Regions from separate parts of the Mus musculus genome. Here all the other regions are linked to region 1. Evidence: chromatin contacts called from public HiCAR-type, HiChIP or PLAC-seq and promoter capture Hi-C data. All regions are on one chromosome and are shown on one strand. Each heading gives the region's core, a stretch centred on a gene start, on an enhancer-like site or on the middle of the called end of the contact. The rest is flanking DNA. Distances are from core to core; before and after follow the strand shown. Region 1 holds the start of Abhd13 (abhydrolase domain containing 13). Region 2 overlaps Arhgef7 (Rho guanine nucleotide exchange factor (GEF7)). Region 3 holds the start of Naxd (NAD(P)HX dehydratase). Region 4 holds the start of E230013L22Rik (RIKEN cDNA E230013L22 gene). Region 5 holds the start of Col4a2 (collagen, type IV, alpha 2). Region 6 holds the start of Ankrd10 (ankyrin repeat domain 10). Region 7 overlaps Col4a2 (collagen, type IV, alpha 2).

The links. Promoter capture Hi-C pulls out the DNA fragments that hold promoters and counts their contacts. HiCAR-type assays count read pairs that join an accessible place to other places. HiChIP or PLAC-seq counts read pairs in DNA pulled down with a chosen protein or histone mark.
Region 2: a contact with region 1 is called in a promoter capture Hi-C map of liver, with 2.9 times the contacts expected there. The contact joins the enhancer-like site here to the promoter of Abhd13 in region 1. A contact is called at or near these places in 6 of 39 promoter capture datasets (the 3T3-L1 cell line, the C10 cell line, hematopoietic stem and progenitor cells and 3 more), 3 of 484 Hi-C or Micro-C datasets (CD8 T cells and pre-B cells) and 1 of 115 datasets of contacts at active chromatin or transcription factors (thymic regulatory T cells).
Region 3: a contact with region 1 is called in a promoter capture Hi-C map of liver, with 6 times the contacts expected there. The contact joins the promoter of Naxd here to the promoter of Abhd13 in region 1. A contact is called at or near these places in 10 of 39 promoter capture datasets (the C10 cell line, cranial neural crest, embryonic stem cells and 5 more), 1 of 484 Hi-C or Micro-C datasets (CD4 T cells), 2 of 115 datasets of contacts at active chromatin or transcription factors (astrocytes and embryonic forebrain) and 2 of 9 other capture datasets (adipose tissue and liver).
Region 4: a contact with region 1 is called in an H3K4me3 HiChIP or PLAC-seq map of embryonic forebrain, with 6 times the contacts expected there. The contact joins the promoter of E230013L22Rik here to the promoter of Abhd13 in region 1. A contact is called at or near these places in 5 of 39 promoter capture datasets (embryonic stem cells, hippocampal neurons, liver and 2 more), 2 of 115 datasets of contacts at active chromatin or transcription factors (embryonic forebrain and pancreatic cancer cells) and 1 of 9 other capture datasets (embryonic stem cells).
Region 5: a promoter capture Hi-C map of embryonic stem cells shows a contact between it and region 1, with 4 times the contacts expected there. The contact joins the promoter of Col4a2 here to the promoter of Abhd13 in region 1. A contact is called at or near these places in 4 of 39 promoter capture datasets (embryonic stem cells, hippocampal neurons, liver and 1 more), 1 of 484 Hi-C or Micro-C datasets (embryonic stem cells) and 4 of 115 datasets of contacts at active chromatin or transcription factors (astrocytes, embryonic forebrain, extraembryonic endoderm stem cells and 1 more).
Region 6: a contact with region 1 is called in a promoter capture Hi-C map of neutrophils, with 4 times the contacts expected there. The contact joins the promoter of Ankrd10 here to the promoter of Abhd13 in region 1. A contact is called at or near these places in 7 of 39 promoter capture datasets (the C10 cell line, cranial neural crest, embryonic stem cells and 3 more), 3 of 484 Hi-C or Micro-C datasets (CD4 T cells, embryonic stem cells and erythroblasts), 3 of 115 datasets of contacts at active chromatin or transcription factors (the NIH/3T3 cell line, pro-B cells and thymic regulatory T cells) and 2 of 9 other capture datasets (adipose tissue and liver).
Region 7: a HiCAR-type map of astrocytes shows a contact between it and region 1, with 4 times the contacts expected there. The contact joins the enhancer-like site here to the promoter of Abhd13 in region 1. A contact is called at or near these places in 7 of 39 promoter capture datasets (the 3T3-L1 cell line, 3T3-L1-derived adipocytes, embryonic stem cells and 3 more), 6 of 115 datasets of contacts at active chromatin or transcription factors (astrocytes, embryonic forebrain, embryonic stem cells and 3 more) and 1 of 9 other capture datasets (liver).

The regions. Positions count from the first base shown.
Region 1 is chr8:9,975,986-9,978,968 of GRCm38.p6, forward strand. Abhd13 (abhydrolase domain containing 13) reads left to right here and starts at 1,732. Exons shown (of 2, transcript NM_001081119.1): 1 at 1,732-2,034. Lig4 (ligase IV, DNA, ATP-dependent) reads right to left here and starts at 326. Exons shown (of 2, transcript NM_176953.4): 1 at 46-326.
Region 2 is chr8:11,753,409-11,756,336 of GRCm38.p6, forward strand. All of the region lies in intron 1 of Arhgef7 (Rho guanine nucleotide exchange factor (GEF7)), which reads left to right. Among named protein-coding and RNA genes, the nearest start is that of Arhgef7, 27 kb to the left of the region's middle. Within about 2 kb of position 1,518, at least 7 of the 459 cell types and tissues checked have an H3K27ac peak or open chromatin away from gene starts, as enhancers often do. A contact at or near this core is called in liver, where this site is marked.
Region 3 is chr8:11,496,028-11,498,884 of GRCm38.p6, forward strand. Naxd (NAD(P)HX dehydratase) reads left to right here and starts at 1,479. Exons shown (of 10, transcript NM_001190357.1): 1 at 1,479-1,599. The coding sequence starts at 1,560.
Region 4 is chr8:11,476,580-11,479,307 of GRCm38.p6, forward strand. E230013L22Rik (RIKEN cDNA E230013L22 gene) reads left to right here and starts at 1,350. Exons shown (of 2, transcript NR_126558.1): 1 at 1,350-2,104; 2 at 2,562-2,728. Rab20 (RAB20, member RAS oncogene family) reads right to left here and starts at 2,061. Exons shown (of 2, transcript NM_011227.2): 1 at 1,749-2,061. The coding sequence starts at 1,920.
Region 5 is chr8:11,311,301-11,314,294 of GRCm38.p6, forward strand. Col4a2 (collagen, type IV, alpha 2) reads left to right here and starts at 1,505. Exons shown (of 48, transcript NM_009932.4): 1 at 1,505-1,814; 2 at 2,119-2,207; 3 at 2,330-2,384. The coding sequence starts at 2,164. Col4a1 (collagen, type IV, alpha 1) reads right to left here and starts at 1,526. Exons shown (of 52, transcript NM_009931.2): 1 at 1,216-1,526. The coding sequence starts at 1,299.
Region 6 is chr8:11,634,106-11,637,167 of GRCm38.p6, forward strand. Ankrd10 (ankyrin repeat domain 10) reads right to left here and starts at 1,652. Exons shown (of 6, transcript NM_133971.3): 1 at 1,306-1,652. The coding sequence starts at 1,512. Mir7238 (microRNA 7238) reads right to left here and starts at 1,631; the gene lies at 1,589-1,631.
Region 7 is chr8:11,392,317-11,395,290 of GRCm38.p6, forward strand. The region is part of intron 4 of Col4a2 (collagen, type IV, alpha 2); the gene reads left to right. Among named protein-coding and RNA genes, the nearest start is that of Gm46030, 54 kb to the left of the region's middle. Within about 2 kb of position 1,450, at least 141 of the 459 cell types and tissues checked have an H3K27ac peak or open chromatin away from gene starts, as enhancers often do. A contact at or near this core is called in 3T3-L1-derived adipocytes, astrocytes and forebrain, where this site is marked.

The DNA.
Region 1 (2,983 bases), core at 482-2,981:
CTTTGGAAGGTGCCTCCATACCTGTTGCATTAGTGCTTTGCTTACCTAAGCAGCCCGTGAACCCCAACCCTGCCGAATGAAGGAGCTGGGGGAGCGCGCAGGTCCCAGGTAGCTAGGTGGCAGGGGGCAGGGCAGCGTGCGGATACAACTAAGCATCAGGACACGATTTCTTCACCCGGTGGCTGCCACCTGAAATCAGTCCCCAGCGAGCCGGCTGCACCGTGGAAGGCGGGTGGTGACGCTGGGACAAAGCACGGGAAGGACGCAGCCTCCCTAGGACCAAGAACCTCCCTGCCTCCTCCAACCCGCCACACCACTTGCTTAGCAGAGGTTGCCCCGCCCCACTCCGACCGGAAGCTGCCGCCACAAGAAGCCGGCCGGGCGTTTCCGCCAGCTGCTTGCCGCGCAGGCGCAGTGGGAACAGGCGAGCCTGCCGGCTTTTAAAGGCACAGGCGAGGCAGGGGCGGGCCGGCGCGGCGGCTCAGAGCGCCTGCGCAGCGCGCCTCCACTGTCTCTGCCTGTAGCAAAGGATGTTCGGTCCCTCGCCGCTGGATGTCATCGTTGAGCCGAATTTGAGGAACTTGGAGCCTGGGTTGCTGCCCTGACAGGACTGGCTTCTGAAGACTTCCAGGACAGAAGAGAATCCTCCCACCTAAAAAGTCTAGGGCTCCAGAAAAAGACTTTTGCAAAATTAATTCAGGTTCTGTGTTCTTGGTAGCCTTTTCACTGTGCAGAAATAATACATAATAATAAAAATAATTATGTATTACATAGTAATAAATAATTCATGGCGCAGAAACATACTTACATGGACTAAAGGCTTTTCAATGGTGCTCGGTGATTTGGAATAAAGCTAGCTGATAGTGTTATTGAACACCTTACTGTCACTCAATAACTATACTAGATACTCAAAATAGAAGTATAAACGTACGCTCCACGTCTCAGAAACTCTTACTTTCCACTGGCATTGGTGGCTATGACCTGCCCTACTCCACCAATAAGAGTTCAGAAATTATAGGCAAAGTGTGGGGAACACTTTCTTTGAAGGTGAAACTTTGCAGTCCTGGTGAGACACTAGAGTGTCAATTGCTTTCAGGGGTTGTCTAATGTGTTTACGCTGCATTTCACAAGGCCGACAGTCCAGGGCTAGTTTAAAGTGGGGCCAGATCCTACGGCTCCGTGTGGCCAGTTATTTTCTCTGTAGTTTCCCTTAGTCTCACGATAGTTTCCCTGTGGTGTTGCAAAGCCACACGTTACTGTACAGGAGCATCAGCGGTGCTCGTACAGCTTGTACAACTCTTACACATCCGTGTCTTATTCAACTGCTCCTGCGCTCCGACGTCAGGCACAGGTCGGGCTCTGCTTTACTGATACGAAAGAACCACAAATTATGAGCCGAGAAAAGCTATTAGTTAATTCAAAGCTCTTGCTCTAATGTGCTTTTTAGCTGCATGGTTAATGGAGAACCAAATTTGTTTTATCCTCAGAGTGGGGGGAAAAAAAAGTAAAAAGGAAGGGCATAACTACCTGAAAGTTAGGCATGGTGGAAGAGAAAGTTTAGTGCAGATAAGTGAAAGAGCATAGCCAAGAGCAGGCACATTTGGGAGAGGAGGGGAGAAGAGGAGAGAAGAGAAACTCCTTGTTCTCCGAAATGTGTTCAGGCAGCAGTTGACTGGAAACGCCGAGATGTATCTTGCCCCTACGGGCTACCGTAGCATGAAGGCGGAGCCCAGTGTCCTGCGCATGCGCATAGGGGTGCACAGGTTGGCTTCGCGCTCCCGGGAGGAAGCTGGAGAACAGGTTATGTGGGGGCCGGCGGGGTTATTTGCCAGGGACACCGCGCGCGAGCCGGAAGTGGAGGCTGCGCCAGCTGGGCCCGCCGCGCCGCAGGAGCTCCGGGCTAGACAGTGGCGACGGCGGCCCCTCGGCGGGAGGAAGACGATGAGGAGCGGCGGGGGCGGCGCGGGGCCTCGCTGCAGCGCGGAGCCGGGTTCCGAGCCCGCGGCCGACTGCGCAGCCCGCCCGCGAGCCTGAGTAAGTGCGGCGGGGACGCGGGCGGCCTCCCCGACCTCCTCACCCCGCAGCTCGGATTCGGGAGCCCGTATCTACTCCCAGAACAGTCGGCCAGCAAACCCCGGGCTTGGGTCGGAGGGACTGGGCGCGTTTGTCTGTAACAGGTGCAGACCTGCTAACCTCGCAGCTGCGGGCGACGGGGCCATAAAATCCAGAGAGTTGTCGCACACTTGAAGTCACTGGGCCTCTTTTTTTTTTTAGCCATTGGTGTGAAGCGAGAATGCATCAGGGAGTGTGCTTGGCTGAGCTGGCAACCTAAAGTAAACCTTTAGTTGTGCACTTGTCTACCAGGCAGCAGGAACCAAGTGACACACTGGCTTTAAGTTTGAACGTTGGGTTTTGTTTTGTTTTTTGTCGATCTGCTCTGTCTTTTGGCATGAATTAGTCCTTATGTGTGTGTGTGCTTAGACATGTTCTTCTCTAAAGCACTGTTTTATCTCACTGAGAATTAATGATTGGCAGTGCAGAGTTATGTCACAGCTGTGCTACCAAAGACTTGACTCAGTTGAGCTGGGATTGAGTTGGACTTGCTCTGTACCTTCGGCCTTGCTACGCGTTGAAAGCGTCCGATGGAGTAACATAAGGTCACTGCCATCACGGAACTCCCAGCCTATATAAGCAGGCTCATCACCCCCTTAGTAAATAGTGCCACATGAGTCGGCCCAGGCTACAGGATGGAACTGGTGACACTGGGAACGAGGTCCGAGGAAAGCTTGCTGGAGGACCTGTAGTCTGAGCTGGGTCTCCACAGAAAAATAAAGCTTCACTCTAATAACTTGAGTCACTGCCGTGATTTAACTGGGATTCGCAGTGCTTACTGAGACTTGCTTTGCTGCGATAGATAAGAAAATGCTTGAATTTTGACTCAGAGGTGGCAGCATTTTATCACCACATCCTGGAAATAGGTATT
Region 2 (2,928 bases), core at 268-2,767, 1.8 Mb after region 1:
GCTGGTGAAGAGTGGAGGAGAAACTGGACAGCTGTGAGGGTCCTGGACTCTGCTTTCAGCATTACTTGGTGACTAATTTTCATATCAGGCACATTTTGATCAATTATCAAGCATAAAGGGTATCTCTAGGGAAACCAGAAAGGTCTTTAGAAGATTTCTAGTCCTGATTATCTCCTGGTGAAAGCTTGCAAGTTAATATTGTAGAGAACCTTTCGCACCATTCCTGCGACATGACCTGGGCAGAGCAAGTGTCAGGCCACTGTTGCCTTTCTAGAGTACATGCAGAGCCCTCTGCTCGGTGGCCTCGCTAATCAGCAAGCAGCTGTGAACATTCTTACACCGGGATTTTGGTGGCTATGATTTCTCCTGGGCAAACAACAGCTGGGGCCTAGGGTAGAAACAAGTTTAACTGTGGAAGAAACTGCCTGTTTTTCTGGTCCACTCTCCCAAGTCAGGCTCAAGGTTGCGTTTCAGCCTCGCCGACCCTGACATTGTGAACATTCTCCTTCTTCTCCCTCTGCTAGGCGTGCAGTGTTGGCTGGACTTTTAATGTGTTCTCATGTGTGTGTGCGCCCGTGAGTGAGTGGGAATGTATATGAGTGGACCCTGATGGTTGATGATGTTAGTTTTTCATTTGTTCATTGACTATGTGCAAACTGTCTTTAGAGAGGCATGAAGGACTCTCCCATGTTGTTTTGTCTTGTAATAATCCTAGACATGTTGTTTTTCACTACAGTCTCCGGTGCCCTTGACTATGTACATTTTAGAAAACACTATGGACTTCTGAAACCACAGGTGTTTCCCCTCTGCCCTGAGATGGTGTATTGCTGTGTTGCCTGGACTTAAATTTATCAGCTCAAGTGATAGACCTACCCCTCTCTCAAGTAGCTGGAACTGAACTTCTATTCTAAATGGTGTGATCTGCTGTGAACTTGAGGCCCAGTAAATATTGCTGGATTAACTTATTATCCACTTGATCCAACAACTCAGTTAGGCTACTGGCCTTAAACTGGAGATAAGGAAATAGACCTAGAGGGGTCAAGTGACTCCCCTAGTGACATGTTTGTTATAGCGCTAGAGCTCTTCACTCGTAATGTTGACCCCTTAGTTTTCCAAACAGCGATGTTCATTGGAGTTCTAGTTACATGTACCCATGTACCAGACTTCAGAGAGTTATGTGGGCCAGGACGTCTTAAGGTAACCCATGGAAAGAGCCTCAACTAGTGTGTCCACAAAAAGGAGCCTGTAGTCATAAGGACACATAGCCAGTTTGGCTGTCCCTGCTCCTCTTCATAACATTCCTCTCCTACGTCACACAAAAAGGCAGACTGTCACCCATTTCTTGTCTTCCTCAGATGTACTGCAAAAAGATGAAATTCTTTTCTTGTCACTTAAAGGACAATCACAAACATGCTTTATAAAAAAGAAAACAAAAATGAAATGAAACACCCAGGGTGTTAAGACTTCAGTGACCCTAATGGCAGAGACTCTGTGACTCTGGGTTCAGTGACCCCAGTGGCAGGGACTCTGTGACTTTGGGTTCAGTGACCCCAATAGCAGGGACTCTGTGACTCTGGGTTTTCTAATTCCTTGCTTTCATAGACATTATAGGAGGCTCTAGTGAAGCTATTAACATTTAAAATCTCTGAATGGGTAATAGGCCACATCTGGAGTTTGGCTTTTGTCACTCATTAGGTGTCAAAGAATAAGTCCCATTACAAAGCTCCCATTCCCACATGCTCGTCTTTATGGATGGCCACTCAGCACACACATGGAGAGAACAGTCAGGAAGAGTTGGTGGTGGACAACACTTCATTCTAGCAAAGTGGTAAAATCCACAGATGAAAACCAATCTGGGTCTGCCACCAAGTCTGAGACCTGAGTTTGATTCCTGGGACCCACATGGGTGAGAGAAGAGAACTGACTGCTACACTTTTCCTTTGGACTCCACACACACCATGGCACGCATGCCCCACACAGGTATGTGTAATTTAAAAACCACATTTCTCACTAATATGTAAATCCTCAAGGTGTTTTGCTTTTTATAGTTAACAATTATCAAAATCAATGTATGCTGCTTCCATTATTTTATATACTCATCATACAAGAAAAGAAAATAACAATTAGCCTGTGGTTTCATAATCAAATGTAGAGATGAAGAGATGAGTCTAATTATTTGTAGTGTTTACCTTCTCTGAAGTTATCTCGAATGCTGAACTGCAACATTGTCCTTGGGGGAAATACAGGGCTAGGAAACCAAAAGACCCTGGTCATATTTTTATTTTGCATGTACTTGTAGATGTGAGCATGTGTGCACATGGCTGGTCACAAAATTCTGCCAACGAGTGAATACATGACCTTATTTTATGGGCATTTTTGGAGAATGTATGCTATAAATGTTATGTATTTACTTACAATAAGCCATCATCTCAAGTACAGTACTGTGTAATCTACCATGGCTGTAGTGGTTTATCACATATGCACATATACAGAATGTTCATAATCAGACAGTAATTGCAGCCCACACACACATACTGGGCGCTGTATATAGTAGGAATGCAAAAAAAAGTCTTAAGAAAAGTACTCTGCAAAGGTCACATGGTTGGCTTCATGAAAATGTTAAAATTGCCCCGTAGGGGGCGCTAGCTGCAAGTTGAATGTACTTTGAACTCTGACCTTGGGGAGACTGGAATTAGTTCGGTAGAAGGGGAAGATGTGGGTAAAGATGGCTGTCCCTTAGAAGACTGGCTTTTTTTTTTTTTTTTTTTTTTTTTTTTTAAATAGACTTAAAGTGGCTTAAAGCTTGAAGCATTGCTTAGTCTCGTCTGTTTGGCTTGTCACCTCCAGTCTTTGACTCAAGGGACAAACGCAGTGGAAGCAAGGCTGCATTCAAGTATGAGCTCCCAGTCTTCCTGTCTTAGGATTTTT
Region 3 (2,857 bases), core at 229-2,728, 1.5 Mb after region 1:
TTTATCGCAACAAGGACACATATGGAGGAGAGCAAACAGAGCAAGACTCAGCTGGCAAGTAACATGGGACCTAAGGCTGAGATGTAGGTTAGACAAGCTCAGAATCTGCCCCACAGAGCACTGAGAGCCTATTGATAAAAAACCAGTTTTCTGTGTCTTTTATTCAGGAGCATCTCTAAGGGCTAGAACAGGCAGAAACACCCTATAAAATTACTGTAACAGTAACACATTTTATCAATAGTGTCACAACAACCCTATAAAATTACTGCAATAGTAACACGGTGTAACAATAGTGTCACAACGTCAAAGGGTCGAATATTCTTTAACGTTAGGTCTAAAGGAAATTCCAGTTCTCCAAACTCCAAAAGGGCAGTTCAAACATCCAGATAAGTTCAACCTGGACTGCAGAATTCCTGGGTGTTAGATAAAAGCTAGCATTCCTCAGGAATTTGTAAAGCTGCTTCCCCTAGGCTTCTGGGCAGAAAGGACAGATACATAAATAGCTACCTGTGGTGTTTCTGAGCATTTCAAAGCTCATGCTGCCCTCCAGGCTCCCTCAGTATCACAAGTTATCTGCTACACGTTTCAAAGTCCATGCTAACCTTCTCACCTCACCGCCTCCCATGCCCACCCCACCCGTTTATTCTCCTTACTGTTCTTGCTGTGTGTTCTCTCTGCTTCTCTCTATATATCCTTCATCTCCTGCTGTTCTCCCCTCTCTGATAGCCCTGGCCATGTCCAGTCTAGTTCTTTCTCTCTCTGCTCTGAACTCTCACAGATGCCTCTGTCTGGTCTCTGTCTCTGTCTCTGTCTCAATCTACAATAAAAACCCTTTGGTTAGCCATACCACAGAGAGGTCAAGACGCCAGTTTATACACTTAGGCCATCGGTTTGTGTCACTTTGTAGAAAACAACCCAGGCGGCTACTGTCCTCAGCCAGGCTTCATACAGGGTACAAGTGGAAGTATCAAAGACAGGTCAAAAGCAGTATCAAAGGCACAAGAGGCATGGGTATGAAAGAACTAAGTCAGGATGCTTTCCGGTTTGGGGGCGTAAGCTGTTGTAACCATGAGGTTGCCTATCTTACTATTGAGACAACAAAGACCTCGAGGAACCGAGGCCAGAAAATGGTTTGAGAGATGCTAAGCCTTAGACCTAGCTGTGGGACGCACCAGGGCCAAAGACATCATCTAGTTGGGCAGCACAGCTATGGACAGGCTGCCAAGGAAGCTGACCTCCAAGGGAATCGTGAACCATCAAGTTCACGAACAAAACGCTATAGAATAAAAAAGAAATAGGTCCCTAAACCGCCAAGGTTCTTCAGTGAGCCGGCTACCACAACGCTTAACCTGGGGCCAGGCCGGATTGGGTGCCTCGCTGGTCAAGCGGAGTAAGCGGAGGGTAATTGATGGACGCTGACCCTGGGGGTGGGATGAACCCGGAGTACGCTTCCGGCGGTGCAGGAAGCTGGGGCCGCCGGGCGGAGCCCAGAAGACCAATGGCGGTGGCCCGGCGTCCGCGCGGGGACACCTGGGAACCCGGAAGTGCGCTGGACCGCCATGGGAGTCCGCTGTGTGGCAATCCGCGCCTGCGGGGGAGGTAAGATCGATCCGGGCGTCCCGCGGATGGCCGTTCACGCCTGTGGGGCTGCGGCGGCCGTGGTGGCGCTGCTTTCCGCCGCGATCGCGCTCCAGTGGTCGCCGCTGTACGCAGGTACCGGCCGGGGTCGCTTCTGCCTGGCGCTTGCGCGTTCAGCGCCGGGAAGCCGGTGGGACCGGCCTGCGTGAGGACTAGGCTCCCCCCGCTCCCCCGAGTTATTGGGGGCCTATGCAGGAGATGCGGGCCGTTTCCTGAGCTGGATCGCGTCCACACACTGGCTCGACTTGCCACACCTATAGAAAGGCTTTTGAATAACCCTTTATTTAGAGACTGTTTTTCTCTTGGTAATTGCCTTTCTTTGTGCGCACTGAGGTTTCATTACTAGATTGACTTGCTAAATGTCTGGCAAAGACCTGGTAGAGTTCTGGGCTTTAGACCTTTCAACTGGCTGTGCTGGGCTGGAGAGATGGCTCAGCGGTTAAGAGCACTGAGGTCCTGAGTTCAATTTTCAGCAACCACAGGGTGGCCCACAACCATCAGTAATGGGGTCCGATGCACTCTTCTGGTGTGTGTCTGAGGACAGACAGCTACAGTGTACTTGTATAAATAAAAATAAATAAATCTAAAAAGAAAAGAAAACGGTGCTTAGAGTGAATCTCACTTAATATAAGGACTGCTGTCGCATGCTCCGGCTTAGACTTCACATTAACTTAAAGCCCTTGGGGCACAGAAGCCATGGTTGTCTTCCTCAGCCATGGTTTCTTTACGCCAACAAAATGCAGACAGGCTCGACCTGCTTTTCCAGACTCTGGATAGTCTTGGCGACAAAGTCAATAGTATTTACATTTTAAGTTCTCTCTTAATACTTCAGGGGATAAATCCACCAGGAGTGGCAGTAAGCCAACTAAAACGTGATCCAGTGTAAAGTGTCGGAAAATCTAGTCGATTCTCCTCCAGCCTTTTACTAACCGAGCTCTCTGTCTTGGTACAAAGTGCCTGACTCGTCAGGGTATCCCAACGGCATCCTATTGTGGAACAGATTCATCGTCAAGGACAGAGAGCAACATACTGTTGAGTGACAGCAAAGCAGGAAAATGCTTGTTAGTCTCAGGTGTTATCTTAGCATTCTCTCCCTGTGGGGTGCAGACTTTTGGTTTGCTGTCTGTTGCTATGTTAATCACCCTGACCAAAAGCAACCTGTGGGGAAAAGGTTTATTTCAACTTGTATTTCCAGGTCGCAGCCATCTTTAAGGGAAGT
Region 4 (2,728 bases), core at 100-2,599, 1.5 Mb after region 1:
ACCCTTTAGGGTAGATGTTCCACACAGAATCCCGAACAATATTAACCCGTCTTCTCTGCTCCCTCCAGGCGACTGGCAGCCCAGCAAAGCAGGCACAAAGTTGGTGATATGGACCACTGTTGACTCTGTACCTTGTTCCCCTGAGCATGTGTACACAGACATCAAGAATGTGAAGAGGGGGCCTGGCCACCCGGCAAGGCTCCCGTCATCTGCCTTCACACTTAGGCTTCCAGGAACACAAAAGCAGCCGAGGAGGCCTGGAAATGAGTTGAACGGCTCCCGCCCCCACAGAGGGAATCAGCAAGTTCTCAGGCAGTGTTACAAAATCCCCTGCTGACCAACATTCCGGATTCATCATATCCTCGGCCTTGACGAAGAAAGTGGCTCCACCCACCAAATTGAAACAGCTAGCGGGGACACAGTTACCCTGTGCTGTGTCGGCCACACATCTATCGCTACTCCAGAAACATTAAGAGGTGTGGGGAAAGCTGACCAATTCTGCTTTCTCCTCTTACAAACCCAGAGCAGCAGGCAAGCCATTTAAGCCAAGCGTAGAGGCGGAGCTCTGTCGGAGGCTGGAAAAGGAGTCCAGAGTCTGACTAGTCTTGACTCTGAGATATTGCATTCATGAGTGCTCAGTGGCAGGTAGACAGCCTGAGAAAACTCGGAGGCTCTGCCTGCAACGCGGAGTAAAGACCAGAGCCAAAGGAAAGACAGGGAAAGTAGAAATCAGTCCATTTCCCACGGTGGCTAAGTAAGGAACGGGGAAGACAGAGGAGGGAGGGAAGCTCCCCAGACCTTCACTAACTCAGCTTGATCAGAATGTATTACATAGCCAACAGATTGATACGCGCAAGACAAGGAGTCAGGGATTAGGAGCGAGGCTTTTGAGTACATCACTCTTTTTTGGTTTTTCAAGACGGGTTTCTCTGTATAGCCCTGGCTGTCCTGGAACTCACTCTGTAGACCAGGGTGGCCTCGAACTCAGAAATCCTCCTGCCTCTGCCTCCCAAGTGCTGGGATTAAAGGCGTGCGCCACCACACTTTACACAACATAAAAAGTCAGAACTTGGGAGTTTCATACATTGGAAACCTCTCTCCCTGAAACTATACCATACTATTTCCGGGTTCGTTTGTTTCACTTAAAGTATCTTATTTCTTTATCATGGAAAAGGGAGAAGACAGAAGCAAATTAATCGGGAAAGTCCAAGACGAAGTTGTACACGCACTAAAAATAATTCACTACCTATCTTAAAAATGCCAGTACAGGAAGCTATTCCACTCACGTGACTTGCGCACCAGCCAAGACTCGGCACTGGGTAAATAACCGTGAGTCGAGGAGGCTGGGCGATTCCAACTCTACTTCCCAGTCGCCTTACATCCAGCAGAGTGGTCCAACGCTCTCTGACTCAGTTTCCTCGTTCATAAAGAAGTCGGTAATAGCAGCGGTGCTCAACTCCCAAGGCTGCTTTGTACACCAAAGGAGGGCACCCTGAGGGGGACATTAAAGCACCTAAGAAGCGAGAGTCGTACTGATCGGAGATCTCTCCCAGGATAACCCGAATCTTCGCGAAGACGCACAGAGTGCTGCTGAACTGGAGATTTTCTCAATCGGCAAAGCAAGGCAAGTGGGAACAGAGGTGCAATGAATGTCACAGCCCAAAGTGGAGACCCCGCGGCTGCCCACAGACGACTCCTCGACCCCGCAGAGCCCCGAAGCCCGCCTGTCCCGGCGGCGCCGCCCTCACCTGCGGTGTCCCATATGGAGATGTTGAAGGAACGCCACTGCTTCAGGTAGAAGGCGCCGCCCACGGTGCTGACCGTGTCCGGGAAGCGACGCTCCATGTAGCGCTGCAGCAGCGACGTTTTACCCACGTTCATGTCCCCCAGCAGTACGATCTTCCCATCCGGCTTCCGCATAGCCGCGGAGGAGATGACCCCTGCGCTTCTCGGTCACCCGCCCAGGATGCCAGGGGACGCGGACCCCGGCCTCCAGGGACCCCGAACTCTAGTGGCCCTGGCCTGAGATCCGAACTCGATGAAGTGCCAAAGAGGAAGCGCGCCACAGCTCTGTACCGGAGTGTGAACGCAGCCCTGCGACCACGTGGGTGCCCGGCCGCCACGCCCACCCCACGCCCCCTGGTCCGCCTAGGCCCCGCCCCCAGTCTTCTCCCAAGCCCCTTCCACACTCCCCATCACCCCTGCCTCGTTCCTATTACTCCCTATCTCTCCTTCCCCAAATTCCCTTTCTCTGCCTGCTAAATCTCAGCCCCACGCCCACCCCTCCCCATTCTTTCCCATTCCCCCTCCCTCAAGGACCGTCCTGCGTCCGTCCCTATAATCCCAAACTCCGTTCCTCCTTTATTTTTCTGCCCTTCCCAGAGCCCTGGCCCCTACCTCCCGCCCCAGCTCCTTCCCATACCTTCTCCAAGCCCTTCTCCAGCCCAGCCAGCCCTTTCCTGGAACCCCTCTCCACTGGCCCAACCCACGCCAGCCTCCCTCTTCCCGCACCCCTGACTCTAGCAGGGCTACAGTACCGCTTTTTTTTTTTTTTTTTACAGTCCCCACCCTTTGAAAGCCTGTATGTCGCCAAGTTTGGAGCCTAGGACCTGGGTCCTAAGGTGAAAGTTCCAGAGCGCCTTCCTTCGGACGCTCCAGTTCCTCCAAAAGCCCGGGTAGCCGCGGAGAGGCCCAGGACCTGGTGTTTGTCTAGTCACAGGCTCCCTTG
Region 5 (2,994 bases), core at 255-2,754, 1.3 Mb after region 1:
GAGAATGGGTAGTTAAAAGGCTACCTGCGGTGAAGGTGAAGACTGGAGAGGAGGGAACTCTCTGAAGTTGGTTGCTGATGTAATTAATCATCCTTCTTCAGAAAGGGAGGCAAAACCCAATTAAGAAAACCCCTAGTAACGTTACCAGTTTATTCTAGTATGTAACAGTTAATAATTTATAGCATAGTTGATCAGTATCGCTCCTGCAGGAAAGAGGTGAAATTCTTAAAAGGAAAGGAAAATGCACAATTAAGCAACGGTTTCTTTTAAAACTTGGAAGCTTCGGTGAGAAGCAAACGTCGTTTTTTAGGCATTTGAGGGGAAGGCAAACTGTGGAGAGGCCACACCTTGTGGCCTTTGGGCCTGCATGGCTGTCACAGCAGCAGCAGCAGCTGAAGTGTATTCTCTAGGGGCGAAGGCAGAAAGTCTGGCCGGGTTCCTCCAGAGCTGGAAGTCTGGCTCTTGCAAACATCTCCCAGCGCCCTCCTGGCCAAGCACAGCACCAGAGGAAACAAAAACTTAAAAAAAACAATTTGCGCAGGGAACAATGCGACGGAGTTTCGCTTTGGTTTCACACTCAAGTCTAAATGTGGTTATAATTTTCAGGCACGCACTCATAAAAGGCAAGAGTCGAGGCAGAGACTTTTAGGATGCGGAGAAGAGCCCCGCGTCTGTTCTCAAGCGTGCCGTAGGCTACACAAAAGTCGTGGGAAAGCAAAAATACAGATGTTTCCAGGCAAACGGCCCAAAGCTGTTCAGCCTCAACCATCACGGTCTCCAAACAACCAGAAACACACCCAAAGCGGTTCCCCCTGCACATGAGTGTAGGACTCTGAGTGGCGTGGGGTGTGCCTGGCCACCCTTCCAGCCCCGACCCACTCGCGCGCCCCGCCGCTGAGAGCCTTGGCGATGAGGGTTCAAATCTCACTGGCTCCTCGGTACCCTCACCCCGCCGTGGTACACGCTAAGCTTCAGTCCCTTCCTAACTCTCCCGCACCCAGTGTATAACAAAGGAGGTTCCGTAATGGATGTGCGATCGCTGCCCACAGGGACTAGGAGAGGGAGACCCGGGGGAAGAATGCACCTGGCCGTGCCACCCGCGGTACCCTCGAGGGCCAGGCGGCTTGACTGCGCCAGGCGCTGGACAAAGAGGCCTCGCGGGGCGTCAGGGGTGCAGGGAGGGAGGCTGGGGAGCGCAGCCCGCAGGGAACTCACCTTCGCAGCTGCTCGGCTGCGCTCCTCGTGGAGCAGAAGGGCGGCGAAGAGCAGCAGAAGCCAGACGCTGAGCCGGGGCCCCATGGTGGCGCGCCCGGGGCGGCAGGGGACCAGCAGAGACGGCGGGGAAATGCAGCCCAGTTCCCGTGGGCCACGGCGAGGTGCTCAGTCTCGGAGGGCCCGGGCGTGAGCCCTGCTCACCGTCCCGGGTGCGGTGACTCTGCGCAGAGACCTGAGCGCGCCGCCCGAGGAGCTCCCCAATTTGTTGGCGCTGCCCCCTCCCCTCGGCAGTGCGCGGGCGGCGTCTCCAAGGGGAGGACCCTGCGGCGCGGGTAAGAGGCGGAGGCTGCGCGCCGCTCGGGACTTGGTGTCGCAGGGAGTCCGAACGCCGGGGCTCTGCGCTCCGCACCCAGCTCCTCCCGCGCCCCGATTCCACGAGCCCCTTGGCTCGCCAATCCCGGGCAAGCACCAGCAAGGCACGCCGGGGCCGAGAGTCCGGCGCCCACGGAGCAGAGCCAGGCCGGCCTGGCCGCCGGTGTGCCACGGGCCAACGCTTCTTCAGGGGCCCATGCGCGCGGGCAGCAGCTCCTGACCCTGAGGTGAGAGCGACCCCCGGGAGGCACAGAGAGCCAGGCCCCAAGTCGCGGACCTGTAGCGCCGGAGTAGGCTGAGGCTGCGCGCTCCGTTGGATCGGAGCTGGGGGAATAGGGATCGCGCTGCATGGGCTGAGGAGCTCCAGGCAGGGCCTACGGAGAAGAATCTCCCTTTTTCTGTCTCCTGATGGGACAGAACTTTGGTCACCCCGCAAGGAAACGAGGGACATTATGCGGAGTCAGGGTGCTAAGATGACGATGCTCTCTCTGCCTGCCACCTTTGCTAACCCGCTTTGTCTCTTGCCTCCAGGTTAGGAAGGGATCGAGCCGAGTCTAGAGCTCAAAGACTGGGATCATGGACCGAGTGCGGTTCAAAGCGTCTGGCCCTCCCCTGCGAGGGTAAGTCGCCTTCTGCCTGGTCTCCTAGGTGAAGGGGACCTTGCATGCATATTTCAGGAGTTGACAAGTTGGGGCCCGCATGTTTTGGTCGCTTTCTTACCCTCCCTCCCTCTCCTGTGCAGGTGGCTGCTGCTAGCAACTGTGACAGTGGGACTCCTGGCTCAGAGCGTCTTGGGGGTAAGTACCGCTTGAACTCCACGGCGCTTGGAGTTCCGCGCCCGTGACGGGTTGGGACGCTCGCGGAGCCTCGTGGAAGACAGGCTCGTCGAGCCCACCTGAGTGTGCGTGTGCATTGTAGGTGTGTGCTACTGTGTCTGCCAGCCGCTCGTCCCGTGCAGTGCAGGAGTCGGCCCTCTCTAGGGAGCTAATAATTAAAACGTAGCCTCAGGCACCTTTTGCTGCCAAGCTTTGGCCTTAGCAGCAAGGGAAGAATGTCTATCACTAGGCCACGAGGCGCACGGACAGAGGGGGCTGGGAGCAAAGAGTTTCCAGAAACTCAGAGGTGGTGTCCAGGCACTGTGGTGGGCAGAGAGCATCTTGCTTAAATATGAGTCTCTGGGGAGGGGCGGGGCAAGGAGGAGACAGCCTCCTGCTTTAAGGTTGTTCGGGGACAAAGGGATAGAAACCGCGGTCTCTTCCAAACCTTGAGTAGGCCCTGAAGAGCCACAGACCAGAGGGAGGCCTGTGGTCCCTGGCTTCTGTGACTTGTTTACTGTACCTGTTGCTCCTTGAAAGACCAAACCAGGCCTGCCAGAACAGCCTTTGAACTGAACTGGAGAGATGCTCT
Region 6 (3,062 bases), core at 402-2,901, 1.7 Mb after region 1:
AAGGGAAACATACAAGTACAAAGTGGCAGTAAGATGAACAGGTGTCAAGAGAAAAGCAGTTAGTTAACCTTTAACGTGGAGCCAGGATTTGAACCTGTTAGCTATGCCGTGTTCAACCTAGGAAACTGGCTTTGGAATTGTGGAGGGTCCTTTTAAATGGGGCATCTGGTAAAAGCAAGATAGTTAGCCTTCACAATGGCCAGTTTTCCGGGAATAAATAAGCCCCATAAATTACTGGGTAACCTGAGCATCACTGGTAGGTACAACCTAGGGAAACACGCTGGAAACCTACAGGAGGGAGAGCAGTAACACATGGCCCGGCTGGGGTGAAAGGCTCAGCCTTTTCGCCTCTAAGAGCTTTCCGTAATAGTTGGAACGGGTTAACAAGATGGTTCCGTATCTTAAGACCATCCAGGTTTCAGATAGGAAAGCTCAGAACTACAACGTCCTCGCCTCCGCTACAATACTGGTCTCCAAAGTCAAGTCTACAACTCGTTCTCCGTAGACGTGAAAATGCTCCTTTAGCTTTAGATCAAATTCTGGTAAACAGTACAGCGTGAATTTTGCCGCTTTATGGCGCAGAAGCACTTCTGTGTGCAGGTTAACTAAGGCGACCACGAGAAGGTGGATTCCCAGCGACTACCTGCACCCAACTGCATGCCACCTTTCAACACCAGGAGAACGGGGCCAATTAGCGCAGCTTACACAGGACGGTCCCGGTGGAGAGGGGGCCGATAGGCATGGCCGCGACCCCGCCGTCGGCCATAGCAGGTGCAGACTTGACACCCCCGGCTACGAGGGCAGCGCCCATCCCTCCGTGCCTTCAGGGGGCCCTGCACCCGGTTTCCATTAGACAGAAGCGCGAGGCCCCCAGTTTCCTCCTCGCCACGATTCCCGAAGCCCGGCGGCCTCCGCGCAAACGGCCTCAACTGCAGTCTGCCCGCCCCGCTCGGAAGAGCCACAAGTGTGCACATGCGCCCTGGATCCTTCGGGGGAGCCGGCGAGACGGACCCCATTTCCGCCCCGCCTCCCAACACTCCCCGCGCCCCCGGAGGTCCTGGGTCGCGCGCCGCCCGCCGCACATGCGCCTTGAAGCCCTCGAGGCGCCCGCGGCGTCTGAGCAGCTTCCGCGCCCCCCACCCCCCACCGTCCTGGGTCGCAGACCGCGCGGTACCGCACATGCGCCCTGGAACTCTCAGGGGTTGCGCTGCCGCTGCCGACCGCGCTCTCCAGACACCGTGGGGTGCGCTCTGACCCTAACAGCACACCACGCGGAAAATGGCGCCTTAAAGTGCCCGCGCCCACCTTGCCGAAGTGCGCAGCCCAGTGCACGGGCGTCCAGCCGTAGAAGGAGTCCTCAGCGGCCAGGTGAGCGCGCGGCGTGTGTGGCAGCAGCGAACAGAGCGCGACCAGGTCCCCGTCCCGGCAGGCGCGGTGCAGCGGGAAGCGGAGCGACAGCAGCTCCTCGCTGGAGAAGCCTGCCTCCACGGCCGCGCCCGCTCCCGCTGACATGATGGGTCGCTAGGAAGCACGCGACTGATCGGCCAGAGGAATGTGCCGGTGAAGGCCTGCGAAGCTGCCGCCACTCGAACACAAAGGACAGGCGAGCTGCTGCCGCGTCCCATCCGCATCCGAGCGCAGCGAGCACTGAGGGCGGGACCTGAGCCACGGGGCGGAGCCTGCGCCTTGAGAGGGTGGGGCCTAACAGTCCGCTGCCTCCGACCGCTGCTGACGCCCGTGGTGGGGCGAGGCCCGCGCCTGGATAGGGTGGGGCCTCCCGCAGGTGGTGCTGAGGCTGGCGCCTGGGATAGGGCGTGGCCTTGGCTGCAGGGCGGGGCCTTCTCAGGGTCTGCGCAGGAACGCCGCCTTAGGCGTCTGGTGGTGAAGTTAGGGGCTGGGAGGCGATCACCGCTTGAGGAGGCCGCTACTGATGCCAACGCTGAAGGTGTAGGGGTTGAGGGTGGGCCTGCACGTTAGTGTGGTTAGAGGGACGAGACTTGCCGGGCAGTGGTGGCGCACGCCTTTAATCCCAGCACTTGGGCGTCAAAGGCAGGTGGATTTCTGAGTTCAAGGCCAGCCTGGTCTACAGAGTCAGTTCCAGGACAGCCAGGGCTATACAGAGAAACCCTGTCACGAAAAACAAACAAACAAACAAACAAAACAAAACAAAAAAAGGAGGGGGGAGACTTGGCTGCGACTGAAGCCTGAGGAGGCCGCGCCTGAGACCTCGCCTGAAGCCGGAGGCCTACGACCCTGGCTGTAAACCTTGCCTGGGGCAAGGCCAAAGCCCAGGCCGGCCTCTCTGTGATTGGCAGCTGAAAGCCACGCCTTAACTAAAGGAGGAGAGTCTGGGATTTGGAGCGGAGCGGCGCTCTGGTCGATTCCTGGGGCGGCTGGGCGTGACCTGGCGCTGGTGGGTGTGACCTGGAGCGGTTGGAGCTCGGCCGCAGGTTCCTGCTGAGGACGATGCCTGAGGCGCTACTTCTAAATAGAGCTGCTGCTCTGCCAGGCACACTCGCGAGTGGGGACTCAGGACTCTGGCAGCCGGCCCTGGCCTGCTTCCGCGGTTGCCTGAGTTCCTCCAATTAGTGTTTATTGGGCGCCTGCGGAGCACAGCTCCTCATTAAAAACCCGAAAACAAGGGTGCAGCCAGTTAACTTCGGTATGCCTTAATTGGAATGGATGCCAGAGAGAATCGAGAGGCCCTGGCGTCTGTAACTGTAAAGCATGAGTCACGTGAGCAGGCTGGGCACATGGTGAAAGAAATTTTAGAAAAATTGACTACTAAATTCTCTTTCCAATGGTACAATGCTATGGTTGTAAAAAATTTGAAATTTTTCTTTTTTCTTTTTCTTTTTGTTCTAATTTTGGTTTTTCGAGACAGGGTTTCACTGTGTAGCCCAGCCTGGTCTACTCACTCTGTAGACCAGGCTGGCCTTGAACTCAGAAATCCTCCTGCTTCTGCTGGGATTAAAGGCGAGCACCACCACCTCCTGGCTATAAAATTTGAAAATCATACTGAGCCATTAAGGAGTAGACACTATTCATGGAAGTTTTACTTT
Region 7 (2,974 bases), core at 200-2,699, 1.4 Mb after region 1:
GTTCTGCTCTTCTTCCCCCATACCTGTCCTGCCTTGCCTGGCTTCACACCTGAGTCCCTTTCTACAGGAGCATGCCCCAGGCTGCCAGTGGGTTTCCAGAACCACATGGCCATCTCCGGTGAGAGCTCACTCTCTCGGAATGTACAAGGCTGGTTGGCCACACCCCCCACCTCAGTTTCCCTCAGAGAATGAGCATAGTGACAATATGTGTCCTGAGTTTTACAGGAATTAAAATCTAATGTGTTAACAAAGGTGGAAATGGCTCTTAGCAAAGATCCAAGGCTGTTAGGTATGTGCTGACTCAGTCCTGGGGAGGAATTCATTCTAATGTCACTTGAAGTCATTGTTGCAAGTGCTGTCAGGGTAAGCATGGGAGCAGGCTCCCAGTGTCAGTAGTTGGCATACTTTACTTTAACAAGATTAAAAGACAGATTATGAGTTATTGACTTAATTACTCTAAGAGAAGTGGGGTATGATAGCCCCTTGGACTAACTGGAATTAGGCAATCACAGTTTTCCTTGGGATTATCCCCAAGGGAGGTTAACAAATAAGGGACTTGCCCTCTGTTCCCTAGAGCTGAGTCATGTGACCCTGGAAAGACTCAAAACTTTCAAGCCAGAGGACAGGTTTCCTAACTTCGCCTGCAGGCTGAGAATGACTGCCACCTGGTGTTGGCTACTGGAACTGCACTATTATCCCCCTTGGCCCTGTTCCTTCCACCAGGAATGTTGATTTCATTTCAAATTTTCAAAACTGAGATATCCAGTAAACATTAAAATTATTTCCTTTTTAGGCTTTTACAGACTTCTGTCAATACACACCCCTTTTCCTCTACAACTTTTGACCCCCTGTGAACCACAGCGGTCCCACTAAGGTCCTACCCATTGCTAAGCATGTTCAAGTTCAGCTCAGTCATGCTTAAAGCAGCCAGGTTCAGACATTACCGGCCTGAGCTTTCTGGAGGAGGAACACCCAGCATTCCAGAGCCTGCCTCACCCGCGCCTTGGCTGCCCACGATATTTCATTATCTAATCAGATGCTGAGCAGGGTCTGATACTCAGGCCTCCTTCCATGAGCCTGGGTGGTCTCCTTGATGACTTCATCATGAGGGCCCGGGGAGCATTCTGTCTGCTGTGTAGACAGAGAAGCCAAACCCTCTAAGGAGCCAACAATCAGCAGTTCCCCGGGGCAGTGCAGGGCTAAGACAAGACTTTCCTGAATGGCTCCAGGGGACTACAGAACTGAATGGGGCTGGGACAGTAAGGGTGGCAGCCTTCTCTGAAGGGCAGCGCCCCCTCGGTTGAACCTCAGAAACTGTGATGTTACTATAGTGGTCTTCAAAGGGGTTCAGGCTAAGGATGTAGCTCAGTGGCGAAGCTCTTACCTCGCACACGCCAGACTCTGGGCTCAAGCCTCAAAAACCACAAAAAAAAAAAAAAAAAAAAAAAAAAAAAACAGAAGGAAAGTGTTCTAAAAATAGAACTAGGGGTGAATTGGGAGGACTGTGAGTGAGGCAGAGCCAGATATGTGAGCAGCCAGCCATTCGGCAGACGGTTTGTGGAGCAAGAGGTGAGAGCCAGATGCTGGGAACTGCTTAGGAGAGACGATTAAGGGAGCCGGGCCACCAGGCCACCACTGTAGGCTCACAAGTGTCAGGCATCAGCAGGAGGTTTAATAGGAGCCTGACAGGGAGTCCCTCCTCTAGTTCAGGACAGACTTGGCTAGTTTAGAGCCTTTTTATTTTCAGCAGAATTTGGAGGATCAAACTTTTTAATCTTCTCCACTATTTTGTTTGGTGGTGTGTGTGTGTGTGTATGTGTGTGTGTGTGTGTCTAAGAAATTTTTTACAAGCCCAAAGTCTCAGTGTTTTCTTCTACCCGTTTTGCAGGTGGGAGCTGCGGATTGGTTTAGCTTTATTATTTCTCTCTCTCTCATTTGAGTCTGAGCCACTACAAGTGGATGTCCCTGAGTTGGGTCCTGGGAGTAAAAGCTGAATGTCTGCTTCAACGTGTGTGGATTTAATTAATTAACTAATCAATTGTGGGGGAGGGGCTCACGTGTGCCTTTGTGTGTGTATGGAGGTCAGAGGACAACTTTTGGGCATCAGTTCTCTCCCTCCCCCATGTGCGTCCCGGGTCCGGAACTCAGACCATCCATCTTCAGAGCAATCTCCTCTACCAGCTGAGCCATCTCACCAAGCCAGACGCCATTTGCTTTTTAACCACAATCTGTTAAATAGCTTTGGAAAGTAGCTCTCAGTCTCTTGTGTCACGTACTGTTAGGTGGGTACTCTCTCGTTTCCCTTGCAGGTGACATAACACGTCCACACACGTGAACCGTCACCCTCATGAACAGTAGACAGTTCCAAATCCTAGGGCACAGAACACGTGTCCTGGATCCTGAAGGAGCCCTTTCTGCCATCATGGACATCTTGTGAATTCGCCAGTGTATGCCATCAGCTTGCAGAAATTCATTAGGACTTAGGAATTCCCCAGGATCGTCAAGAGTCGTGGTCTACTGCCCTCAGAGGAAGGGAGAGTCTGCAAGGGGCTGGGGAGGGTAGGAGGGTCTGGGGCTGGTGCCCATGAAAGGTGAGGCAGGAAGAGTCGGTTTAGGAAGGAGAGGGGATTTCCTACCATTCATCCTTTGCGTCACTGGGAGTCTATTCTGCTCTACCCGGAAAGGCTGCAGCCAGATTGAACATCCTGGTGTGCAGGGGCCGGTTCTGTCCTTGGGGGTGGGTGTTTGGGCTTATCTGGCCTTTGTCCAAAATGTCCTGTCGCCTCTGCCTGCACACGTTCTGATGACACTTGGCCCCTTTTCCAGATGTAAACTTTTCCAAATTCGGGAGCATTCTCAGGAGCCTGGAATTCTAAGCACACCTCTTACTTAGCCATATAACTTAATAACATTGGCTTTGATTGGCCTTGCCGTCCACCAAAAATGACTTGTGACCAGGTACACACCAGGTGTG